Linked DNA regions of Rattus norvegicus: region 2 is linked to region 1. Evidence: chromatin contacts called from public Hi-C data. All regions are on one chromosome and are shown on one strand. The core of a region is the stretch at or near the end of the contact, and the rest is flanking DNA. Distances in the headings are between cores, read along the strand shown.

Region 1 (5,843 bases), core at 2,028-4,527:
TATCTCTGGCAACTTAGGTCCTACTGAGCAGGGATCTTCTGTAATCTTAGAGGTGTCTCGCTCCATTGGTTTGATAGGAATTTAAAGATTCCGCTTCATTTTGTAAGGCCACTGTAGTAGTACACAGGAAATAAATTGCACTCAAGGGTCCCTCACACAGTGACACCTACTGGGCTGAAGCGCCCAGTGATTTTCTTTTTAAAAGCAAGCTCTGCTCACTTTACCGGGAGTGAAAGTCTTTTCTTTTGATGTTCAATCATTTAATTCACTGTGGTCAGAAGAAGTACTCACGTTCAGCGCGCGCGCGTTCAGCAGCACACACACACACACACACACACACACACACACACACACACACACACACACACACACACATCAAAGTCAGTTGCACAGCTTAACGAGTTTTCCTAGAAGCGGGGTTGCAAATAACTCGTAGATTTATGAGCCCCAAAGTGTTGGGACGATTGGAAACAGCATTCTTGAAAACAAAACAACAAAGTGAAAATTCTTACAACTTATGCTTTGGGAGTGTCCCGGAGAGGAAGGTGCTGGATGTGATTCAGTGTGGAAAGGTCAGCACAATTACTGATTTCAGGGCATTAGGGAAACGCAGCAGGAAACAATACTCAACAGATTACACTTCTAGGAAAAGAGGGCAGGTTTCTCTCCTCTAGCTTTAGAAATTTTGCTGCAGGGTAAAGACAAGATCCCTGCCCTTTTAAAAACCGTAACTCTTTGCCTTAAAAGGATGCAGGGATCCTTCTTTTGGCAAAACAACTGCTTTACAGCCTAGCCAAGTCTGAATGCTTTTCGAGAGGCGCACATAGCAAAACCGTCTGAGCGCGCCCTGCTAGTGTTCACAGCGAAAGGCAGTGTTACCGAGAAGAGTCTAGCCTGCTGCAGAGCCTTCCGGCTCCGAGGCCAGCCTGTGCTCCGCCCTCCGGCTCGCTGCCACCGGCGGCCCGGCGCTCCCTGGGTGGGGCGGCGGCCCGTGCAGATGCAGCGGGCCACGCGGGGCCGCTGCTGCAGCCGGCTGGGCGGTGCGCCCGGGCAGCCTCAGCCGCGCGCCGCGTCGCTGTAATCGGACACCGAGCGCTCGCCCCCGGCGCCCGGCCACTTGCCATTCACTCCGAGGTGCCGGGTTGAGCGACGTGGAGAAGGGCTCCGGGTGCCGCGGCTCTGCGGCCCGGGGATTCTGCTACAAAGAAACTCAGCACCGGCCCGCCGGGATCTCACCCTCCGGACTCCAAGTCTTTAAAGGTCTTCTGGGGAAAGGATCTGGGGACTGGGAATCCGAGCCCAGAACAAGTGGCTGTCTTCTCCTGGACCTTTTCCCACCTCGGTAAGCCGGACTCAGATTTTCAGTCTTCTTCAGTTAGCAAAATAGAACTTTTCTGGGTCTGTGTACTGACTTTTTTCCCCGCTTTGGTGTACTCAAGTCTCGGCATTTTCTTAGGACCCACGCGGCTCCTGAGGAAAGCGCTCCCGGAGGAGCTGAGCCTGGCTGGAGGTTGTGGCACCTGCCAAGAGTTTAAGTTGCTCCAGTGCCTTCTAAGGGGGAAAAAAACTGGTGGAAGTGACATAAAATAATTATGTTCTTGTATTTGCTGATAATAGAAGACCAAACACCAGCAGTCACTTTTAAGTGTAGGAGTTAAAGGGACAAAGTTGTAAAGCACTTGGGTGGGGAGATGGCAGTCATAGCCCATCACTAGGTAGGACTGAAACCAGCGTGTTCTGTTAGGATAGATCAGTGCTATCTGATCTACCATGTCATCGAGGCAGTATTCTTCGCAATTTATGGGGCGTATCTTCTTTAGGGGAGGCATATCAGATTATGTACTGGTAATAGTAATGTGAAAATGTACAAATGTTTCTAACTTGGTTAATAATAGACTAAAGTTGGGCATATTAATAGTATCTCATCACCTCCCCCCTACTCCCCCCCCCCCATTTTAATTACTAAGCTCACAGATCCCAGGGGTAAAATTCTAAGGGAAAGTCACCCATAAAAATCAATTTTCTTCTAAGTTAATTTAGGGATGACAGGGTGAAGAGGTTGTGGAAGCAGGAAGAAACTGTTTCTTTTGAAAATTACCAACACAAACATCGCCAGGGTTTCCTCCATCTGTGTGGTAGAGGAATAGAATTTCATGTCAAACTCTTGCAGCATATGTGCAACCAATGAGACCAGTTTAGATTTTTCCTTGAGATTGCATGCTCTGTTTAATCGTCCTTTCCCGTCTGTGTCAGAAAAATGGTCCTTTCAATGTCTAACCACATTTCCTTATTGAATAGAATCAATAATGTATTTTCAATTTAAAAAGCCATATGACATAAGATCTGTAATGATGTATTTCCAGAGTAGACCTGCTTGTCATTTTACTGTATAATTACACTCCATGAGAAGTGATGGGATTTCTTTCATGGTCCTGAGTTCATTTGGCATGATGTGGCCAGTGGGGTTCATCTAGGTTTGTTCTAACAGTACCTGACATCCCTTTATACTTAGACATTACTTAGTAGCCAATATTAATTTTATAGCTACAATTTTCAAACAAGAAGGTTGTCCTTTTGATTCATTGTTTGAAATTTTGATGGCGCACTCTCTGGTTGATTTATGTAAAATATGCCTTGGTGGATACGAGGCTCCAGTGGATTACTCACCACGAGGTCACTGGTTTAAATTTGGCAGGAGTCCATGGTTACCTCATCTGCATCATTTAACCGCTGCCCAGTCATCTGCATACATTGGCAGATAACTGACTGAAGTGATTTAGTAATCAGGGACGAAGCACAGGTAGATTTATGTATGGAAACACTATTTCAGAGGCAATTAATCCAGAAGAATTAATGAGCATGGCATGAATGGGTACCTGTGAACAGGATTGTGGAGTCTACTGTATTTATTAAGGAGAGCATTTTCATTCTTCAATAGCCTATCAGTTTAATGGAATGCGTTTCAGAGAGATGAGGTATTGGGATTCTTTGGAGGAAATCAATTAAGTTTTTTCACTGATGCTTTGTTCTGCTTTGATGTCAGCATCATTTTTGTGGAAAGATAAAACAATTGTCTGTTGCAAAGACTTCCAGACACAAATAAATCCAAATATTTCCACTTGAGAAGTAAAGTCAGAGCACCTCCTACTGCTTGATGACTGCAGACCTTAAGCTGCACTTCTCAAAACTGTTATCTCTGGTTTGCCAAAATGTTAAAGGATATTCTACAAATCTCTTATCTTTCCTTTAAAGGTATTTTCCCTTGGATATTAATGTCCAAATCAGAAGAAATGGCATTACGGGAGATTTGTGTGTTGGTTGGAGTATTTATTTGTTCCATTTGCGTCCAAGGATCATCCCAGCCCCAAGCAAGAGTGTATTTAACATTCGATGGTAAGAAATCTGATAAAACTTATGAAAAATGTTATTGAAGGTCTCGCTTTTTTCTTTCTGATTCAGATGAAAGTTTAACATATTGAAGAGACTACAATCTCATTATTTAGTTCTCAAAATATTACCAGGCTACTCTTTAAGTGCCGTGGACATTTATCCTTGGTAAATGTTTGCAATGGAAGGAGTGTTTGTGAAAATACCTGAAGGATTTGCTACCTTGTTCCACCTTAAATTTCATCTGGATTAAATGTATATTCCAGGGAGATAAGAAAGAGCTCAAAGGGCAGCATCTTTTATATCATCTGGCTGTGACAGAATGCAGCCCCTCCTCACTAAACTTCATGATTAGAAAGGGCTCCCTGGGTTTAGTCACTGTAATAACTCCAGTAAGTTCCAAGTATTTGCTTCAAAACTGGAGTCGTTCTAAAGTCTGTTGTTTTTCTTCCTATTCCAAAAGTATTTCTCATGGTTGGTATTATTTTTCTAGTGAGGTGAAAATTACATAAAATATTTTGGACACTACATTGATTATTGTTGTATAAAATGTTGTTTTCTTAAGCTTAGAAAAGCAGTAATTTCAAGTACCGATTTATATAAAAAGCTGTATGGTGGTTACCAAATGTGTATATGTGGTTAATGTATGCCATTCACATATCCATTCTGAATGGGTGGTTGGGTTAGACATATAACTCTTACTAACTGGACAGTTGAAATATGAACTAGATGAGAAACATCATCTTGTCTTCAGGACCATTGTGTTTATGTTTCCATTTTTTACATGAACTCTGTCATTGCACGTGCTTAGTTGCATTTGATGAGTGTGCAGAAAGCACACTGATTAACACCAGCCCTTTTTTCCCTTTCCTTTTAAGTTCTTAAGTGCTCCCCCAAGGTCATCATGAGCACTGGAGAAACCATATTTAGAGCTTACTGAGTGTGAACTTCTAATTGCACCCTTAACCTTTGTGCCTGACATTTTCCCCTCAAAACCATAGTCATGCCGTTTAGATGTAAAGGACAGGGACAATAATGACTGCTTTGAAATCCTTCTACTTTTCTTGAATTACAAAAGCTTTTTACAGCTTGTACTTTGTCTCTAAAGTTGAGATTATCAATGCAGAATAAAAAAGAAAGGAAGGAAAGGGGAAAGGAAGAGAGGAAGGAAAGGAGAAAGAGAGAGAAAGAGAGAGAGAGAGAGAGAGAGAGAGAGAGAGAGAGAGAGAGAGAGAGAGAGAGAACCTCAAGGAAAAATATAATTACCTATATTTTTCCTTACTGTGGAAGGAGATGACACTGTCAGGTAGACCAGATAACTAAGGCTTGTCCCTTCTACGGCATCAACACTAATCCAAACATTCTGTGTAAATGTATGCAACAAGTGATTAGTCATTTAGGACACTTCATCAAATCTGTTTTCAAAGAAATAGGTACAATTTATGTTTTCCAGAAGTTCTGTCTTTTAGAACAGACTGTCAGTATCCTATAGGAGAGTGGTTGCTGGGCCATAGAGAGCGGAGGTTATTATAGACTTCCTATTATTGTATGGCTAGTGCTTAAATAGATTGAAATGGAAACAGATCCACGAAGAATAGGTTGCCCTAATATGGTAGACTATGGCCTGGTAAACTAATCAACCTATCAATAAATAGTTCCTCACATTTGCTCACCTCAAGATTACTAGGATTCCACAAAGAGAATGTCACGTGTCATCTCTCTAACTCCAACACCGAATTAAACAATATGCCCACAAGAATAATCTAAATTAAATTTTAATTTTTAAGGTAATAACTTCAAACATTTCTACACTAAAGTAGTAAATATTAATATGTTATGAAAAAATTTCTTGAAAAATGTAGAAGTTTCAATGTTTAGTTCAAGAATATAGTCTTAAGACGGTTTATCATTTACCTAATTATCATGGGTAAATTTCCTATTATCTAAGAGTTCCATTACTTTATAGTAACTTTAGCATTTTAAAATAATGCAAAACAGGTTATGAATTTTCCTCCAAAATGCTTTATATTCAGGTATTTTTGGAGACATTGTTTAACACCGTAGCTTATGTGGGCTTGTAACCCATCACGGAGAACAGTCTAGTCTTAAACTTCTGACTTCTTCTGATGCAGCATTATGAACATTTTAATTTTAGCCTTGATATACAAACAGCAACTTTAAAAGTTCGTTCTTAACATCAAGGTATACATTTTATATACAGGGTTGTGGGGAATATGACTGCATATTTATTTAAACACAGATCTGGATCTTATTTTATACTTCAAATCTGTGGCACTATTTTTGAACCTAAAACCTGGACTTTGAAGGCATTTGGGGCAACTCTTTTTGCATCAGACAGAGGTTAGTTGTTTCATCTCTCTTATATCCAGAAGTCCTCTTTAGTATCTTGACTGCTCGCTCTTTTGTCTTGTAATCTTCTCCCTCCTTGAACCTGG
Region 2 (5,843 bases), core at 1,761-4,260, 320 kb before region 1:
TGGTAGAGCGCTTGCCTAGGAAGCGCAAGGCCCTGGGTTCGATCCCCAGCTCCGAAAAAAAGAACCAAAAAAATGGGGTTCAGAGCTAAAGAAAGAATTCACAGCTGAGGAATGCTGAGTGGCTGAGAAGCACCTAAGGAATGTTCAACATCTTTAGTCATAAGGGAAATGCAAATCAAAACAACCCTGAGATTGCACCTCACACCAGTGATAATGGCTAAGATCAAAAACTCAGGTGACAGCAGATGCTGGCAAGGATGTGGAGAAAGAGGAACACTCCTCCATTGTTGGTGGGATTGCAGAATGGTACAACCATTCTGGAAATCAGTCTGGAAGTTCCCCCAGGAAACTGGACATTGCACTACCTGAGGACCCAGCTACACCTCTCTTGGGCATATACCCAAAAGATGCTCCAACAGATAACAAAGACAAGTGCTCCACTATGTTCGTAGCGGCCTTAATTATAATAGCCAGAAGCTGGAAAGAACCCAGATACCCTTCAACAGAAGAATGGATACAGAAATGTGGTACAACTTCTCCCACTAAGGCTAGACCAGACAGTCCTCTGCTACATGTGTGCTCAGGGCCTCAGACTGGCCTTTGTACGCTCCTGGTCTATGGCTCAGTCTTTGGGAGTGGCCTGGGGTCTGGATTAGTTGAGACAACCGGTCTTCCTATGGGGTCTCTCTCCCCTTCTGCTTCTTCAGTCCTTCCCCTAATTCAACCATAGAAAGAAAACACAAGAAGCTAAATAGTTCAAAACAAACCCAAAATAAGAAAATAATACACAAGTATTAAATTCTCTATCTGGAAATCAATACAAAAAAAGAAAATGGTCAATAATCTGCAGAAAGATTGGAGATTCTCATCAAAGGCCCTTTTTATTCCTTGTATATAAACATTGTAAATATAGTAATATCATAAATTACCTTCTAACTCATACTGAATTTCTGTCTACATTGAAGAGAGTATTGATAAATATTAGCTTCCATATCCCAAGAGCAGGACCTCCAATGTTCTATCAGGCCATCTCAAACATGGATGCATCTGGAAAGGTTTTTACAGGCTAGGAACACCTTGCATCTAGATAACTAAAAGATCCCCAGATGGCAATGTGTGTGGTTTGCCCTGGAGTTATCTCTATTTTGATGCTAATTCCACTGCCCCAAGGACAGCTGCCTAGTCAGGTACTCAGTGACTTCACCAGAACCTTCTCCCCATTGAATTTGTAAAGTACAGGTGAGGGACAGGTACAGGATAGAAGGAGGCCCCTCACTGGAAGAGAAGGAAGGATGGGCAGGAAGAGAAGTTTGAAGGAAGAGGAGGAGACTGGAACAGAAAAGGGGAGAGAGAGGAGGGAGAGAGAGAGAAGTCATTGCAGGTGACATTAAGAGTCTGCTCTGTGTATTTACAGGTTGTTATTAATGTTCTTATGGGATGGATGGTAGTGGGCTTTGCATGTTTAGGTGGGCAGTTATATCTTACCAAGTGGGTCAAAGATTATTGTGTTCTGTGCTCTTTTATGTGACGGTTTGTGTGTAGGAAAGTGTGCAGGGGCTGGAGACACGGATTTGGGATGTGTGTTTCCACCAAGATATGTAGCAGATATCTTGGGGCACTGAGGTGCTGGACCTAGGGGGATAAAAGACATCCATACTTTTTTTATTTTACAACAACAGCAATAATATATAGCTAAAGTGAAGACCCACATTGTATTCTCTCATAAATTCTCCAGATTCTCCCTGATGGAAGAAGGCTACCAGATACCCTGTTTTAAAACTCACAGGGTTAGGAAAATTAATCAGCATATAAAGTTCTATCCCAGAGACTATGCTAGACAATACTATAAAATGTCCCACTAAGATTTTATTTCTCTTTTATACTATCCATTAGATGCTGATGTCTGGTTCTGACCTCTACAAATGAAATCTGGATTGCACTCATATTTGGGGCACAGTGTCTGTTCCCACCAGACACTACATCTAGTAAATTAGCAAGGAAATTTTGGTGTGCTATTTACCCTCTTAACTAAGCAGGCAAGCAGCTGCTTGGCAAACTTGGACATGGAGAAACACTCATTCACTTTAGACTGATATTACCACATACACTTCAAGCTGGACATTTTGTTTTCCTGTGGATTTCAAAGACAATCTGGATGCTGTTCTCAAGACAATGATATTCTGCTCTGGGTAATTTATTCAGAATTTTCCTTAAAGGTATGGTGTATGCTGTCATTCGTGTTATTGTGTCCGGTTTTACTCTGTCATGGGTTATCCAATAATGGGTCTGTTATGTTCTTGCTGGTGTCAATAGTCACCTCTGGGAAGTCACTGAAATAATACTTATCCTTTGATTTTTATGTTTATTTTAAAATGCGTAACAGTATGTTGATTCTAGCTTATCAATGAACCCTGTATTGAAGGAGAAGGCTGTATCTAGATTGTAGTAAGGTAATAGGGAAGATTGCTAGTTTTTCTTTTCCTCGTGTCAAAGATAAGGCTGTGGGACCAATCACCAGGATTTTATTTATCACATGGGGTGTCTCAGCTAATGTGCTCTGCGAGTGACAAAGGAAGATTTAGCAAGAATAACGTTGCCCCCTGGAACCTTGAAGATGACTACAAACAAAGAGGAAGTGACAAGACAAATCTGCTCTCTGAGGGCATTTAAGCTCTTTAATGACTACTTGTTAACGGATTGAAGATAGTATGGACTGCCAAATAAAAGGATGCTGAGCAAATCCTGGATCCCTGGGCGTCTTTGCCCTCTTAGTTAGTGAGACACCAACTTCACAAGCTTGTACAGAGAGGGGAAAATATTAATGAATAGTCTATGAATAATCAGTCTTGCCCAAATTGCTCAGAGCCGACTGGGGACTTGGACCTTCAGCTGAAACTGAAGAACTGTTTTATGGCCACCAAGGGAGAGTAAAATGACCTCAGAGCAGAGGGTGGGGATGGGCAGCTGGCGAGGACTGAGACCTTCTTGTGCCATTGCCTAGCACTTGAGTGTACTATGAGTCATGCTGGACACACACTACACTTCTGCATTAGCAGTCAATGCTGGTGGTGGAAGAGAAGCAGATGAGACCTAAGGATGCCCGGGACAACCCACCTTCCTGTGCTCTGTGAGGACAGCAAAGACCTTCCATTCTTTCAGGGCCTGACTTAGATTATTACCCATGTGTGAAAACATGCCAGTCACTGCCAGGCTGAGACATTTCATACAAGATAAACTGAAGGGATTTTTGAGATTATTTTATTCTATCCAAGCCATCACAGAATCACAGAGCTTAGTTTCAGATAACAGCTGCATATGCATTCCTGGAGATTAGCTTAAGAGTAGCTAAAGTAAAACCGTTTTTGTTTTTGTTTTTGTTTTTGTTTTTTTTTTCTGGGCAGTCGCAGTGTTGAAAGACATAGCCACACTGACTACAGCATTGCAGACTAAAAGCTTTCCTCTCAAATAGGCCTGAGCTTATTTTAGACATTGCTTCTTTTCTCCTCATCATCATGGGATGGCATCCTGACAGCCTGCTTCTGGCTTGATCCCAGTTCTGCTGTCACTTCTTGGTGCTGCCCCTGGCCTATTGTGTCCAGGGTCTTCAGCCTAACCTTTACCACTGACTCCTTTAAGCAGTTTTGGAAACACAAAATTTTAATTCCAACCAACAACCTTTAATCAAAATGAATGAAACAATAAAGCTCTTAAATTTCTTATGTACATATATACATAATATATCTACATTATCCTATGTATCTATCTCTTGTATACATATGTGCAGATATTATATTATCTATTCTATATGTCTATAATATATACCCATATTATCTTATATATTGAGCTATTGTGCACATATTTATATAATATATGCAAACAAACTATTTAGCAGAGGAATTTGTTAAAAGGAAAGAATCTTCATTCAATGATATTGAATAAGTATGTATTCACAAACAATACATATAAAGTTTACAATGTTTCTAAAGTTAGTTCCTTTAAATATATGCTATATTATAAACTTTTCTAGGACATCACATACATGGCAAGCAAATCAATATTGACCTTTTAAATACTTAACAAAAGGATTATAATTCTAAGTAACCTTATCATCAATGAGAATGTGGCAAAGATACTTTCAACAATATTATCTCTGGAAGAGAGTATTTCATTTCATACTTACAGAATTATTTTCCTTTCAGAATTATACCTCCACAAGCCACCTAACAATGAAATATTTTTTTTCAATCTAAATCTCATAATACAATCTTCAGGTATTTGGTTCTGAAATGCCATGTAAGTCCTTTATGGAATCAATACATAGTGATAGAAGGGGAGAGACAACTTGAAGATGATTTTGATGAGTTCTTGGATTCGGTTTGTGAGAATTTTGTTCAGTATTTTTGCATCAATATTCATAAGTGAAATTGGTCTGAAGTTCTCTTTCTTTGTTGGGTCTTTGCGTGGTTTAGGCATCATAGCATCTGTGGCTTTGTAGAATGACTTAGGTAGAGTTCCTTCTTTTTCTATTGTCTGGAATAGTCTGAAGAGTGTTGGTATGAGCTCTTCTTTGAAGGTCTGGTAGAATTATTCACTAAAAGCATCTAGTCCTGGGCTTTTTTTTGATTGGGATATTTGAAATGACTGCCTTTATTTCCTTGGGGTGACGGGACAGTTTAGATAGTTTGCCTGATCCTTATTTAACTATTGTATGTGGTATTAGTCTAGAAAATCATCCACTTCATCTAGATTTTCCCGAATCAGAAAATTCTCAACAGAGAAACCTCAAATGACTGAGAAGCACTAAAAGAAATGTTCAACATCTTTAGTCATCAGGGAAACACAAATCGAAACGAACCTGTGATTCCACCTTGCACCAATCAGAATAGCTAAGATTAAAAATACATGTACATGCTACAGTACACGGTAGCAAGGATATCGAAAAAGAGCACTCCTCCATTGCTGGTGGGAATGCAAACTGGTACAACCAGTCTGGAAATCAGTCTGGCAGTTCCTCACAAAATTAAAAATAGTTCTACCTGAAGACCCATTTACCACTCCTAGGTACATATCCAAAAGATGCTCCACTATACCACAAGGCATGTGATCCACTATGTTCATTGCAGGCTTATTTGTAATAGTCAGAAACTGGAAACTGCCAAGAGGTCCCTCAATGGAAGAATGGATATAGGAAATGTGGTTCATTCACACAATGCAATACTATTCAGCTACTAAACACAAGGACATCACGAATTTTGCAAGCGAATAGATGGAACTAGAAAATATCATTCTGAATGTGATAACCCAGACCCCAAAGGACAAGCAGGGTATGTACTCACTGATAAGAGGATATTAGCTAAAATGTTCAAAATCCTCATGATACTACTCACAGACTGTAAAACGCTTAACAAGGAAGGTCCAAGTATGGATACCTGAAATGCACTTAAAATGAGAAGAAAATAATCATAAGAGGTACAGGGAAGGAGGAACCTGGCTGGAACAGGGAAGGTGAATGGAAGAGGGGGAGGATAAGGTATTGGGGGGAAGACAGGAGAGGAGCTGAGAGGGAGCAATAACTGAGATTTTCACCAGGGAGGGTTGGAGGCAAGGAAATCTCTAGAAAGTCCCAGAGACTTGAGATGTGAGAGGGTACCAGGACTCAATGGGCATGACATTAGCTGAAATGACCAACAGTGGGGAGATGGGACCTGAAGAGAACACCTCCAGCAGATAGACATGGCCCCCGGCTGAGGCATGAGCCTCACACTCATCTTCAAAAATTTTGACCCCAAATTGTTCCTGTCCAAAGGAAATGTAGGGACAAAAATGGAACAGAGAGTGAATGA

What was found. A called contact is a pair of places that touch in the nucleus more often than the background predicts.
Region 2: a Hi-C map of the A7r5 cell line shows a contact between it and region 1, with 4 times the contacts expected there. The contact joins the enhancer-like site here to the promoter of Sema3c in region 1. A contact is called at or near these places in 5 of 12 Hi-C or Micro-C datasets (the A7r5 cell line, the Rat2 cell line, Schwann cells and 2 more).

The regions. Positions count from the first base shown.
Region 1 is chr4:18,697,061-18,702,903 of GRCr8, reverse strand. Sema3c (semaphorin 3C) reads left to right here and starts at 3,277. Exons shown (of 17, transcript NM_001106578.1): 1 at 3,277-3,393. The coding sequence starts at 3,291.
Region 2 is chr4:19,014,153-19,019,995 of GRCr8, reverse strand. No RefSeq gene overlaps it. Among named protein-coding and RNA genes, the nearest start is that of Sema3c, 320 kb to the right of the region's middle. Within about 2 kb of position 3,010, at least 5 of the 93 cell types and tissues checked have an H3K27ac peak or open chromatin away from gene starts, as enhancers often do. A contact at or near this core is called in the A7r5 cell line, where this site is marked.